Regions from separate parts of the Sus scrofa genome. Here region 2 is linked to region 1. A link is a contact called in public HiChIP or PLAC-seq data. All regions are on one chromosome and are shown on one strand. The core of a region is the stretch at or near the end of the contact, and the rest is flanking DNA. Distances in the headings are between cores, read along the strand shown. Region 1 overlaps ANKRD63 (ankyrin repeat domain-containing protein 63). Region 2 has its middle 26 kb from the start of BMF.

Evidence for each region. HiChIP or PLAC-seq counts read pairs in DNA pulled down with a chosen protein or histone mark.
Region 2: a contact with region 1 is called in an H3K27ac HiChIP or PLAC-seq map of alveolar macrophages. The contact joins two enhancer-like sites. A contact is called at or near these places in 1 of 47 Hi-C or Micro-C datasets (embryonic fibroblasts) and 1 of 2 datasets of contacts at active chromatin or transcription factors (alveolar macrophages).

The regions. Positions count from the first base shown.
Region 1 is chr1:131,035,154-131,041,220 of Sscrofa11.1, forward strand. ANKRD63 (ankyrin repeat domain-containing protein 63) reads left to right here. Exons shown (of 1, transcript XM_021097815.1): 1 at 1-5,195. The coding sequence ends at 253. It overlaps PAK6 (serine/threonine-protein kinase PAK 6), which reads right to left. Exons shown (of 11, transcript XM_021097802.1): 11 at 4,160-5,720. The coding sequence ends at 5,553. Among named protein-coding and RNA genes, the nearest start is that of ANKRD63, 5.6 kb to the left of the region's middle. Within about 2 kb of position 2,843, at least 15 of the 83 cell types and tissues checked have an H3K27ac peak or open chromatin away from gene starts, as enhancers often do. A contact at or near this core is called in alveolar macrophages, where this site is marked.
Region 2 is chr1:131,201,344-131,207,198 of Sscrofa11.1, forward strand. No RefSeq gene overlaps it. Among named protein-coding and RNA genes, the nearest start is that of BMF, 26 kb to the left of the region's middle. Within about 2 kb of position 4,583, at least 56 of the 83 cell types and tissues checked have an H3K27ac peak or open chromatin away from gene starts, as enhancers often do. A contact at or near this core is called in alveolar macrophages, where this site is marked.

The DNA.
Region 1 (6,067 bases), core at 1,593-4,092:
GCTGGAGGGAGCGCCCCCAGCCTTAGTGCAAGCCCCCATCGGCCTTAGCCCCCACCCGGAGGGCGGCCCCGGCTCTGGCCGCTTGGGTTTGCGCCGACGCTCCACAGCACCAGACATCCCCAGCTTGGTCGGAGAGGCACCTGGGCCCGAGGGCAGCTCGGAATTAGAGCCCAACTCTCTGCCCCAGTCAGAGCCTGGGCCTCAGACCTGGCAGGCAGGCACAGAGGCCGTGGTGCTGCACGCTCAGCGGTAAACAGCCTTGAGGCCCAAACGCGCTCCCCTCACCTTCCCGTCTCTGCTCCACTGGGATTTCTTTTTTCCAGGTCTCTTACTTTCGGGGCAGTTTCCCACCCCCTGATCCTAGAACCTGTCCTCCAACCAAGGCGAGACCACCATCTGCTCTCTCTCTCAAAGGGACCCCCATCTTATTTCCTTTTTGTGCTTATTGGTATTCCCTGACCAAGTCTCTCACCTTCTTTAAAGGCCGGCCCTTCATGTCATGGAAGCAGGGAATAGAAGACTGGTTCCATCCGCTACAGCCTCCCAAGCCGGGCCTACTTCCCTCAGCCCTAATGCTCCGACCTGAGTGCTTCCGGTTTGGGAAGGGGAGTTTCCTTCCCCTTGCCCTTGCCAGGTTTTTCTACACCTTTGTCAGCCAGGCGGGCAGGAGAGTTGACCTGTAGAACAAAGGCCTAGCCTCTCCCAGCCCACCCTCCACCCCAGTGATGCTGACTATAGTACCCACAGGACTTAAGTCTCCCTTCCCCTTAGGTATTGGAGAAGGGGAGCCAGGAGACAGGCCCCGGAGCCTCTCTCCACAGAAGAGAAAGAATCTGGAGGTTAGATTTTTTTTCTGGGGAAAAACTGCCTCAAGACCTTAAAGAACATTTTTGGGGTGGTAGGAAGGTCAGTTGTCCCTTGAACCAGCTTCTGGGTAATTCCAGCTTACTCTGCCTCAGCCCAAGGCAGACCCTAGATTCAACTTCATTGACCATGTGGGGTCATTGCCTCCTGCCAACCATTATCCAGCCCAGCGCAGCTCTGGGCTCTAGAGCCTATTTCCTCTCACTCTCTGAAGCCTGAAATGGAAAAGATTTAGCACTTCCCCCGCCCCCACCCCCTCCCAGCTCCCCCGTCCTGCACGTGGGTGCTCCCGCAGGGTAGAATGGTTGCAAGGGCTTTAATTGTATTTCTTCCAATCCTCAAAGAACTTGTGTTTTGAGTCTTTGTATATGAAGCAGAAAGCAGCGGGTCTGATCCGAGGCTTAAGAACCTGACAACGTCTCTTTAAATAGAAGCTCCGCGAGGGGGATAATTGACTGAAGTGTTTGCCACGTTAAACGGGCGGCGCGCGGGAGTCTGAAGCCCACACGAGCCGCAGGTCCGAGTTTAAATTACATCAAACTCCGGCGGTTGCTGGAAGGGGGCTGTTAAACGGTTCCTGCTTCTCGCTGAGCCGTTAATGGAGGGCAGGGCGGATGATGGATGCTAGAGGTCGAAACCAAGGACCCCTGCCTTTGCCCAACGCGTGGGACGCTGGCCCGGCCCTGCTTCAGTACTGGGCAGATTAGTGAGTCAGAGGCCACCGCGGAGAGATGGTTAACGGCCTTTTTCGGGCCTGGTATTTTGTCCCCTCTGTCTTCGCCCCCGACTCCTCTTTGTGTCCGCCTAGCGAGAAGGGTCGAGGGCGGGTGGGGGGGAGGTGGGGCGGTGTCTAGCGAATCGCGTGCCCCAGAACCCTGTGGCAGTGCCTGCACGTGTATCTATGCGCCCGTATATACAGCCTGCCCGGTGGCGGCTCGAGGGGAAGTTTCGTTTTTGTTTTTAATGAACCCCGAAGGTTGATCGTGCAGCCCCTCACCTGCCTGCAATGGGGTCTTTTTAAAACGTCGGTCTATTCGTCTTCGCAAAACGGAAGTTTCTCACCAGTAACTCCAAGGGAACTACCCAGAGCAAGAATGATCTATGATGAGAAATTAGGCCTGGGGTGAGGATTGGGTGATCAGGGGCGGGCCTTGTGTAGGTGTCAGATACGTTGTCTATGCTTCTAACCCCCTCCAGAGGCCACAAGGGCGCGAGGGCCCGGACAGTGGACGTGATCTCTGGTGCCCTCTGGTGGCAACGGTGCGCTTTCCTCGCTGCACTCTGGCACGGAGTCTGACTTCTGGGGTTTTTTGGAATCACCGCCATGTACTTCTCCCTACGTGTGTATTTACCCATGGAATTCACTTCTTCTTGTAGTATATTAAATCCGGATACTTGAAGTCATTTCACAGCAGTGAAGTGAGAGACAATGAACAAAAAACTCGCATTTGGAGTAGCAGGAGCCCAGACCCTTCACTTAGGACTCCCAAGATCTTCCCAGTTAAGGCTCGGTTTGGAGAGCTCCTGATGTCTTCTGAGAAACTGGAGCTTCCAACCCATCCCTTATGACTTCTGAACCTTGGAACCTACTGATTATGCACTGTTTTCTTCTGATAAGATTTGCTTTGTTTCTGGGGTGCTCTGCCCTTTCCCTACTCTTTTCTGCCCAGATATCTGCCTCTTCTCTGTCCCACTGTCTGGGTGGTGGTGGGATGATACTGAAGCACCTGAAAAGCCAGAGGAGAGGATCTGGGGTGGGGTGGAGGATAATTGGACACCCCAAGAGCAAACTCCTTTTTTCTGATCTTTGCTTGCTCACTTATCCTTATCCAACTGTTTGATTTTCATGAAGTTTTTAATGGTGTAAGAATATGAATGTTTTGGCTTCAAAATACCACGAGGTCTTGGTTGCAGTTATGTTGAAGGTGCTGTCAGTCATGTTTCACGTGTCACTAACACAGGTCTTTGAACTCACCTTGGGCCTTTTTTATTGGGTAAAGAACCACGAAGTCTCCTCTCTGTGGAGTCGCCAAGGGTTTGGTGGTTGAAAGTGATATTTCTAAAAAACCACAGCAGATCTTTCCTGTCTGAACTGAATTGTGTGTTTGACTTGCCTTGCTGTTCTTGCAGATTTCTTACCAGGTCCAGCTCTGTTCAGAAGTTAAAACATTTCACCACATTTCACTCAGCTGAACTTCCTCTCATTGTCAGCCCTGGAGCACTGAGGCTGAGGGGCCTCTCAAGCTCGCTCCATTTTAGCAGAGACTTTTCTGAATATTTTGCTTTTCTAACTCTTGTTGCTTTCGTTGTTGTGAAGACACCTGTGCCACTGGCACTGGTACTCTTGGTTCAAGCTCAGAACTGTTCTGTGTGTGAGGCTAAATGACATACGCGCACGCTTTTGGTGGAAGGACTGTTAGAACTCAAAAGAATAGTTAATAAATCCAGTGTTATTCAGTTGCAAGAACTGGCCTCTCTTTGTCTTGCTAACCACGCCTGACTCCGGGCTCCCGTTGGAGAGGTGGAAGGGTGAGCCTGCTTCCTCAGCCTCCAACACTGCCCCGCCCTCCGCTGCTGCCTCCTGCAGGTAAGACTCAGGGCTACTTCCCGCTGAGCGGGTGGGACTGGGGCCCTCGGACCTAGGCGGCTGTCTAGGTGGGCATGCAGTGGGGAGCAGAAGAAGCTCAGCAGGACTCCCTGCTCCTGGGTAAGAAGTTTCAGTGAATCAGGGCAGAGAAGGGGTAGGATGAGACCTTAGGAAGGAAGTGCTGGAATCAGTGTCAAGAGCTAGAAGGTTAAAGACCCAGGTTTCTTGGTTTCTGGTTGTACTTCTCCCGGTCTTCCTCCATTCTGAGAACTGAAACAGAGATTGTTTTCTCACTCCAAGCAGTTCCAGGCTACTTCCTAATGAACAGCTTGGGGAGAGCAGCCTCTTGACTTTCCAGGGGGTGAGAAGCAAATGGGGGAAGGGAGATGCTGCTGAAGAAAGTGGTCATCAGCCCTGCTGGCTCCCTCCCAGCCCCTGAGGTGCCCTGACTTTCGAGGCTGGGTTCTTCTCCCCTGAGAAGGAGGCCTGTCTGTTTCTCAGCCCTTGCTCTCCCAACGGCCTTTCACTTCCTGTTTCCCTCCTCTGCCCTCATTTCAGGCTCACGTGTCTCTAGGGAGTTGGATTTTCTGTGGATCAGAGTGACCACTGGGGAGCTCACATGGGGGGGGCACCCTGGACACCCACTACAGCATGGCCAGTTGGAAGACAGCCTGGCTTCACTCCCAGAGACAGCAGGAAGGCCACGGGTTTTGAACACTCAGTTTAATTTAAAACGGGCACAAGTGCAAACAAACTTCACAAAAGTTTCTACGGTAGATGCTTTTGTTTTTAAAACTCTGACCCCTTAAAAAAAAGTCATCACAATTTTTGTTTGTTTGCCCCAAAGCAGACCACTAGGGAGCAGAGGAATCTAAAAATATTATCTAGACAGGGTCCAGACACCTGGATTCTTCCCTGGGATTCCTTGTCTCACAACAGCCCTGAAGGTAGGGGAGGGGAGGACAAGGAGACAGGTGTCAGAGGAGGCAGCTGGGGGTAGGTGGTTTGCACAGATGGGGTACCCATTCTGGTGACATGATGGAACCCCGGGAGCTGGTGCACCCCCCAGAACAGGATTTTGAAAAGAACAGGTCCCCTGAGCACACACACATGCACACATACACACACACAAAAGATCGGGTCCCTGATGACCTGATTATTGAGATGAAGCCCTCAGGTAAAACAGAGTTTGTTCCCTCACCATTCTGGTCACAGGACAGGAGAAACTCAGAAAACTGCCAAGCTTCAACACAGACCTCTTTACTGGTCAGGTAGAAACTTGGGATGTAAGAGGCGGGAAGCCAGGCCAAGGAAGCAGGTCCCTTCAGAACTTAGTGGGAGAGAGGAGGGAAGCCAGCTGTGGGTGACCTTCTGACACGTGTGTACACCCACACGCACGCACACACGTACACACATCCTGTAAAGTGAGACCACCTTTACCACCAGCTGCCTTCTTCCTCTTTCACCCAGAAAATGCCCCCCCTCATGGCCCTGAGCAGGCAGGCTGTTCACAGTTGGGCATGGGCTGTGCAGGGAGAATGTTGTCAGCACAGGTGGGTTGGAAGCAGGTGCAGGTTGGACTGTGCCTTCAGAAGGTCAGACACAAGGGAGGAAGACGGACTCGGGCAATAAACACCTTTCCTGTGGCCCTAACACCCCAGGGTCTGGAACTGGAATTGAGAAGAGCAAGCATCCTGGTGAAGACAGGCAGTCTGCCTCTTGGGTGACCTGGGATGTTCACGTACAACTACCTTTATAAAAATTGCAGCAGCCTTTTCTGCTGTGTTGGCTACAGAGGCCAGAATCGCTGGTCTCCATGTTTCGTAGAAATATCCCTGTGCAAATAACAAAGGGTCATCCTGTGGAAGGGGTCTCCATCATGCCAAAGGCAACTGGGGACTCTTGGGAGGGAGAGTGACCGAGGGGCAGGTCCGGCCTGGCCCAGTGGGCTGAGGGGTGGTGGGGGGGGGTGGGGCTTCACATTCAATCTTTGGAGAGAATACTGAGAGAATGAGGCAGGCAGGCAGGCCCTGTTGGCAATCTGGTGGCCTGGTGTCCGCTGCCTGTGGGCACAGGTGGCAGGTGCACTCCGAGGGTGGGCTCAGCAGGTGGAGGTCTGCTTGCGGTAGAGCTGGATCAGGGGCACCAGGCACTCAGGCAGTCCTGTCTGCAGCAGGAAGGGGTGGTCCAGGAGCTCCTGGGCTGTGGCTCTCTCCTGGGGGTCCCGCACCAGCATCCGTTCTAGGAAGTCTCGCAGCACAGGGGAGACCTGTGGAGGCAAGGCAGTGAGAGGAAGCCACAGTTTGAGCCACTTTGGGGTGACCCAATCTGCCTGGCCCAACCTCATCTGAAAGTCTTAAATTCTTTCTTTTCTTACTTCCTCTTTCCTCCCAGACTCAGCACTTTTTGAATTTTCAGGTAGGTAAAGAAAGTCTGCATCAGCCCAGGAAAAGTAGCCAGGTGACCTATAGGGGGAGCTGCTGAGCAATGGAATTAGGATACCTGGAGGGCTGAGGTGCTGGCTCCAAATACAGGCCATCCCTAACCCTGCTTCTTCTTTTTTGTTGTTGTTGTTGTTGTTGTTATTGTCTTTTTGTCTTTTAGGGCTGCACCAGC
Region 2 (5,855 bases), core at 3,333-5,832, 170 kb after region 1:
CTGTGCCTTGGTTTCCTCATCTGTAAAATGAGATGATCCTTGTATCCACCTCATGAGGTTGAGGTTGTTGTGAGCCTTGAATGTGTGAATTTGTATAAGGGTCCTAGAGTAGTGCTTGTTGCATATTTTCAATAAATGTTAACTGTTAGTATTATATTACTTTTATTATTATTTGTAGGCAATACAAAGGTCTGATCCTTCTTAGACAGAAATATCCCCTGCACCTATATTTTCTCTATCTATACCACATTGTTTCAATGTTAAGTTTTTCTCTGGACAACTGCAGAGCCCCTACCTGGTCTCTTTGTCAGCCTTCCCCCATCTCCAGTGCCTTCTCTGCTGCCAGGGGAGCTTTCTAGAAGATAGACTCAATCCCATCCCTCCCAACTGGAAAACTTGCCCTCCTGGATCCGGTGCATATTCTTTAGCCTGCCCCTCCAGCCACCCACTTGTATGAGCATTCTGATGGTGTATTTTTGTATTTGTCTTCTTAGTAACAAATTATCCCCAAATGTCGCTGCTTAAAACCTCCAACATTTACCTCAGAGATTTCGGTGGGTCAGAAGTGGCAGCCCAAGGTGGCAGCACAATGAGAGGCTGGTATTAAAGTGTCGATTCCTGGAACACCCATTTTATTGACACTTTATAAATACTGTGAGGAGTTCCCTCGTGGCACAGCAGAAACCATGAGGTTGCGGGTTTGATCCCTGGCCTCACTCAGTGGGTTAAGGATCTGGCATTGCTGTGGCTGTGGTGTAGGCCAGCGGCTACAGCTCCAATTGGACCCCTAGCCTGGGAACCTCCATGTGCTGTGGGTATGGCCCTAAAAAAGTCAAAAGACAAAAAAAAAAAAAATCAGTGAGACGAAGTGTGAAGGTGGGGAAGCCGTGATGAGTTGAGGGTCAGGGGGAGAGAAATAGACATAGTGATGCAGTGCAGCAGATAGGTCTCCTGCCCTGCACTCAGTGGAGTGTGGTACCTGGAGAGTGACATGGGAACATGCATGACAACCCTTTCCTGCCCTATCACCCCCACAAACATCTTATCCCTCAAAGATGTGTTTTTCTGGTCCAATCCAGCCTGAAGTACCAGTGGTATCCTTTGCTGCTCAACTGAGGCAAGAGAACTCTCTTCCATCCTTAAGGAAAGCTGGCTGTCTGGGATTTCCTGAGAAGTGATCTGTCAGCTTGTATTTCATGGGTGTCTGAAAGGATTTTCAAGGGCAGTTTTCACTTCCTGTGATTTGGGCCTTGCAGGAGGTCTTGGAACCAGTTCCTGTGGAAAATGAGGCTCCACTGGACCCTAAATCCAGCCATTCTTAATCCCTTGCTTCCCGGGAGGAGTTTTTGCCCTCTTAAATGAGAAGGCTCTGAGTGAAATTGGAATTGCCCTGAAGGGAGGGTGAGAGTCTGTGATGTAAGTGGTACCCTGTCTGGCTGCGGCTTTGAGACCATTCAGAGGTGCTCCGGCTCCATGCTACCCTGCAGCGGATCACTAGCATTTGAACTAATGCCAAGTCCTGCCTGTGAGAGGAGACAAATAAGGTCCATTGAATGAGTTGACCAGCCCTGGCTGAGCCCCTCACTAGGAGGCCCTTACCGTGACACCACTGCAAGCCCACGCACAGATTTGAAAGAAACAGGCCACATGATTCTGGTCCTCAGCATCACGTCCTAAAAGAAAGTCAGTTGCTATGAAGCAGTGGAAACCCCACCTGACTGGGATTAAGGAGACTGGGTTTTTAAGCTGACTCTGTCACTAACTGGCTGAATGACTTTAGGCAGGGAAGTGACTTCACATCTTTGGTCCTTGGGCAGAGAATACATAGACTTGAATTTTTATATAAGACTTCAGGCAGTTTATTGGTTCTCTTTATCTGTCACGTGGTCTCTAGGTTTAAGGACTCTAAGGAAAAAAGAAAAAAAACCACAAAACCCTCACAACCACCCCCCCCCACAAAAAAAAGAGAGTACTGCAGAGACTTAGAAACCAAAGCAAGCTCTTGCCTCATTCTGCCTCTGCTTTTTTTTTTTTTTTTAATTTTTAGGGCCGCACCCATGGCCTATGGAAGTTCCCAGGTTGGGGGTCAAATCAGAACTGCAGCTGCCAGCCTACGCCGCAGCCACAGCAATGTGGGATCCCGGGCGCATCTGTGAGCTACACCACAGCTCATAGCAATGCCAGATCCTTAACCCACTGAGCGAGGCCAGGGATTGAACCTGAATCTTCATGGATACTGGTCAGGTTCTTAACCCACTGAGCCATAACGGGTACTCCTCTGCCCCTGCTTTCACTTAGACCATGAGCAGTGACCCTCCCTCCCAGACACTTCACCCTTGTGTCTGCCCTCAAGGAGGGTGGTGCAGTCTTGAGAGGCACTGTATTTACTGCTTTTTCTTTAAAAAATTTTTTCTTTGTTTTTGGCCACACCTGCATGTCATGTAGAAGTTCCTGGGCCAGGGATTGAACCCAAGCCACATCAGTGACTTGAGTAGCTCAGGGACAACACTGGATCCTTAACCCATTGAGCCACAAAGGAACTCACTCCACTGCTTTTTTGATTTCAGAGCTGCCCACTTCTCCATCAGCACACAGGGGGATCTGAAGCTGTGACAGCAGTCTGGTCTTTTCAGGGCCCTCAGCCCAGGCAAGGGTTGTCTTTGTAGCCCTTCTGTCTTATCCAGCTTGAAAAAGAGGGCAGTGAGTCTGGGTGCCTTCCTTTAAACTCAGGAATGAAAGGGGTTTCTCATGAAGGTGTCTCAGAGGAGCATGCTGAAGGAACTATTGCAGAGAAATCTGACCCTGAAGGTGAAGGAGACCACGGCCTGTGGCTGTGGGAGACCCAGAAGCTGATAAGGGCAAGGTCTGGGAACTCTGAGCCCCCTGATAAAAGGTTCTTGCTTTTCACCTGAGTGAGCCCAGGGTTCTGCTCAGTGATCCTATCTTTGAAGTAGAGAGGGTTCAGTGCCCAGTAGCAACCTCGTTTCTTACACATCATTACATTTGCCCAGTGCCTTTGAGCACCAGAAACAAATGTCACTGGTCCTGTACACATACACGCACACACACATACACACACACTCTCTCTCTCTCAAGTGGGATGGGTACTCTTTTTTTTTTTTCCAATGAATTTTATTATATTTATAGTGTACCAATCATCATCACAACCCAAATTTAGAATATTTGGGATGGGTACTATTTTAAACAGTGAGCACAATCTGGTAGATCAGCCCTGAGTCTGGTAGATCAAACCTGGGGTCAACGAGCCTTTTGCCAGAGCAGTAAGTCTCCGTACTGCCTCAATATGCTGTTGCTGTTGCCATACACATAATTTTGGTTATTACGCCCCTGACATATAGAGAAGAGACATTGACATTTCATCACCTGGGGAAACTGAAATTCACCTGTAAGAATGAATGCCATACTGCCAGGACCACTTCTCACCACTGGAAGCCACTTTTTACCTGGTGCAACCATCAGCATTTCCTTGATTAGTGTGTGCATGGCTTTGTGCCTTTCTGGACAGACTCCTGGTGGCAGAAACTGGTCTGTCTCATTCACTGCTATATCCCCACTGTCCAGCAAAGAACCGACACTTGCAAGATGCTCAGAAACTTTTGTGGAAGGTAGGTGTGATGAGTAACAATGGGAGGAATGGGATGAGTACTGTTGTGATGTTCCTCGAAATACACCATCCTCTGCCATATCTATTTCTGAACCCCACCCAAGAAGTCCCATGGGTTTAGGCTGTAAGTGGCAAAATTAATCTTGTTTCCTTTTCCTTCCTGGCGAAAGTCTGGAAGTCAGATTTTTGCAGACTTTCAGGAAACATGCTCACTTGAGTCAGATTGAATACAGCAATTTCTGGGCAGAGGTGGGGTCGTGGAAAGGGTATGCTGGCACTGGGGCAGGTGGGCTATGAGTAGGGTAGGATGGTGGTCCAGGCTGAGGGCCACCTGCCTCACTCAGTGCTGGCCGTGAGCAGAGCCCATGCTCATCAAGCAAACATGGGTCCCCCAGCACCTGGGTGAATGATGCTGCCGTGGGCTGCCAGCGCCTTAAGGCACAGCCTGCTGACTCAGCCCACCACCTTCCCACAGGCAGTGCCAACCCTCTGGAGGAGAAGTAAGAGGGGCAATGATGGGGAGATGTGGGCCAGGCTGCAGTGTTGTCTCCTCTGTTCATCCCAGCCGTTCAGAAAGCGGGAGAAGTTGTGGGGAGCACAGGAACAGCCTGCGGTGTTTAGATGTTAGGACTAGTAGGAAGTTCTATCATATAACCTAACAAAAACTTGCCCCTTGGACATTGCTCTTGCTTCCAGTTGCTTCAGCTTGCCTCTTCTCAACACTGGCTACGGGAATACCTGAGTTCCTTTGCAAGCCAAGGAAGCGCTATTTAGATGTTTTTTGTTTTGTTTTGTTTTGTTTTTTAAGTTCTTTGTTCTGCCGTGAGCCACAAACAGAAGCTCTCCCCGTGGAAGCCCAGGAGTCTGACACAAAGAGTTAAGCTCCCTCCAGTGGTATCCTATCAGCCCCTTGAAACCTGTGTCAGCGCTCTCCTTCCCGCTCCCCCTGTGTTTAGCCTCAGGACTGCCAATCGCTAGCTCCCAGCACACAAAGGCTTCTCTGTTTCTGGCCAGGCTGGAGTCACATGCTTTCACTCTTAACCCCAGAGCTTTAAAACTAAACACCCACCCTCTTTGGCCCTGGATGACCCTGTTTACGTCTGCTGAGCCAATTCCAAACAGCAGCAGTAGCGAAAACTTCTGTCCGGAGACACTTCTCCACTATTGGTGTAAAAGAACAAATCTTCACTTTGTATAACACAAGGACTTTAAGAAGTTTTGGGAAGCTACTTAGAGGGGGAAAAAAAAAACCCTTAAGGAAGCCAGCAGCCTGCCCCCAACTTCTCTATTTTCTAAAGTGTCACTTACCAGAGAAAGCAAAGACTCAGGATAAAGCTTGCAAGAAACAGAGAATGGTGAGCAGAGATTTAATGGCCGAAAGGGAAGCACATTCTGAATTTTCTTATTGAGATCCTAATTTTATTTATCTCTTAAGGAAAGGGCTGTTTAAAATTTATTATTATTTTTTTTAATGAAAGATTTTTCTCTTTGCTCCATGTCACTGATATCAGGAAAGAAAGATTCCCTTCCTTGGTTTAAGGGAGTGATTTGTGAAAGTCTAAGAGGAGTTTCTTCTGGAAAGGAGGTCTGTACTGATCCATTTCAGAGTTCTGGGTCAAAAGGACTTGCATTTCTGTTTTTCCCTAAAGATTTCTTTTCTTTCAGTCTTTGTGTTAGCCCATGTTAGCTGTGAAGGAAGTCAAGTTTCCTTTGATTGTTCTTACCCTGATCAAAGTGGTAGAAGTGGAAGGGAAAATACCAGAGCCTGAAATTGCTGGTAACATCGGAGGCCTCAGATTAGGTACTTGTAAACAGTAGCGATAACAGAATTGATCCAGTGCCTATTGGTCTCATGTCCATCCCCAAAGAAAGGAGTGGAGATGGGGCCAAGGAAATCAATTCTGCGTCCTAGGGGTCAGTGAAATTCCATAGGGAATGGCAAGTAAGTTTCATTCCTAGTGATGATACAGAGAAATTAGCAGCCACCTGTGTTGGGAAGGATTTGGATACTACATCTAGACAAACGTAGCAGAAAAGACTGCCACGATCTATAAACACGGTCTGCTGGGCATGGGAGGAGGAAGTGACGGCACATGTTTGCTATCCCTGTCCTCATGCAATCTCAGAAAGTTAGACTATCATCCATATGTAAAGATAAGAAAACACAGGCAGTTCCAGAGAGGAAATGGCAGACAGAATGAGAGAAGACATAGTAATTATGGCAAAGACA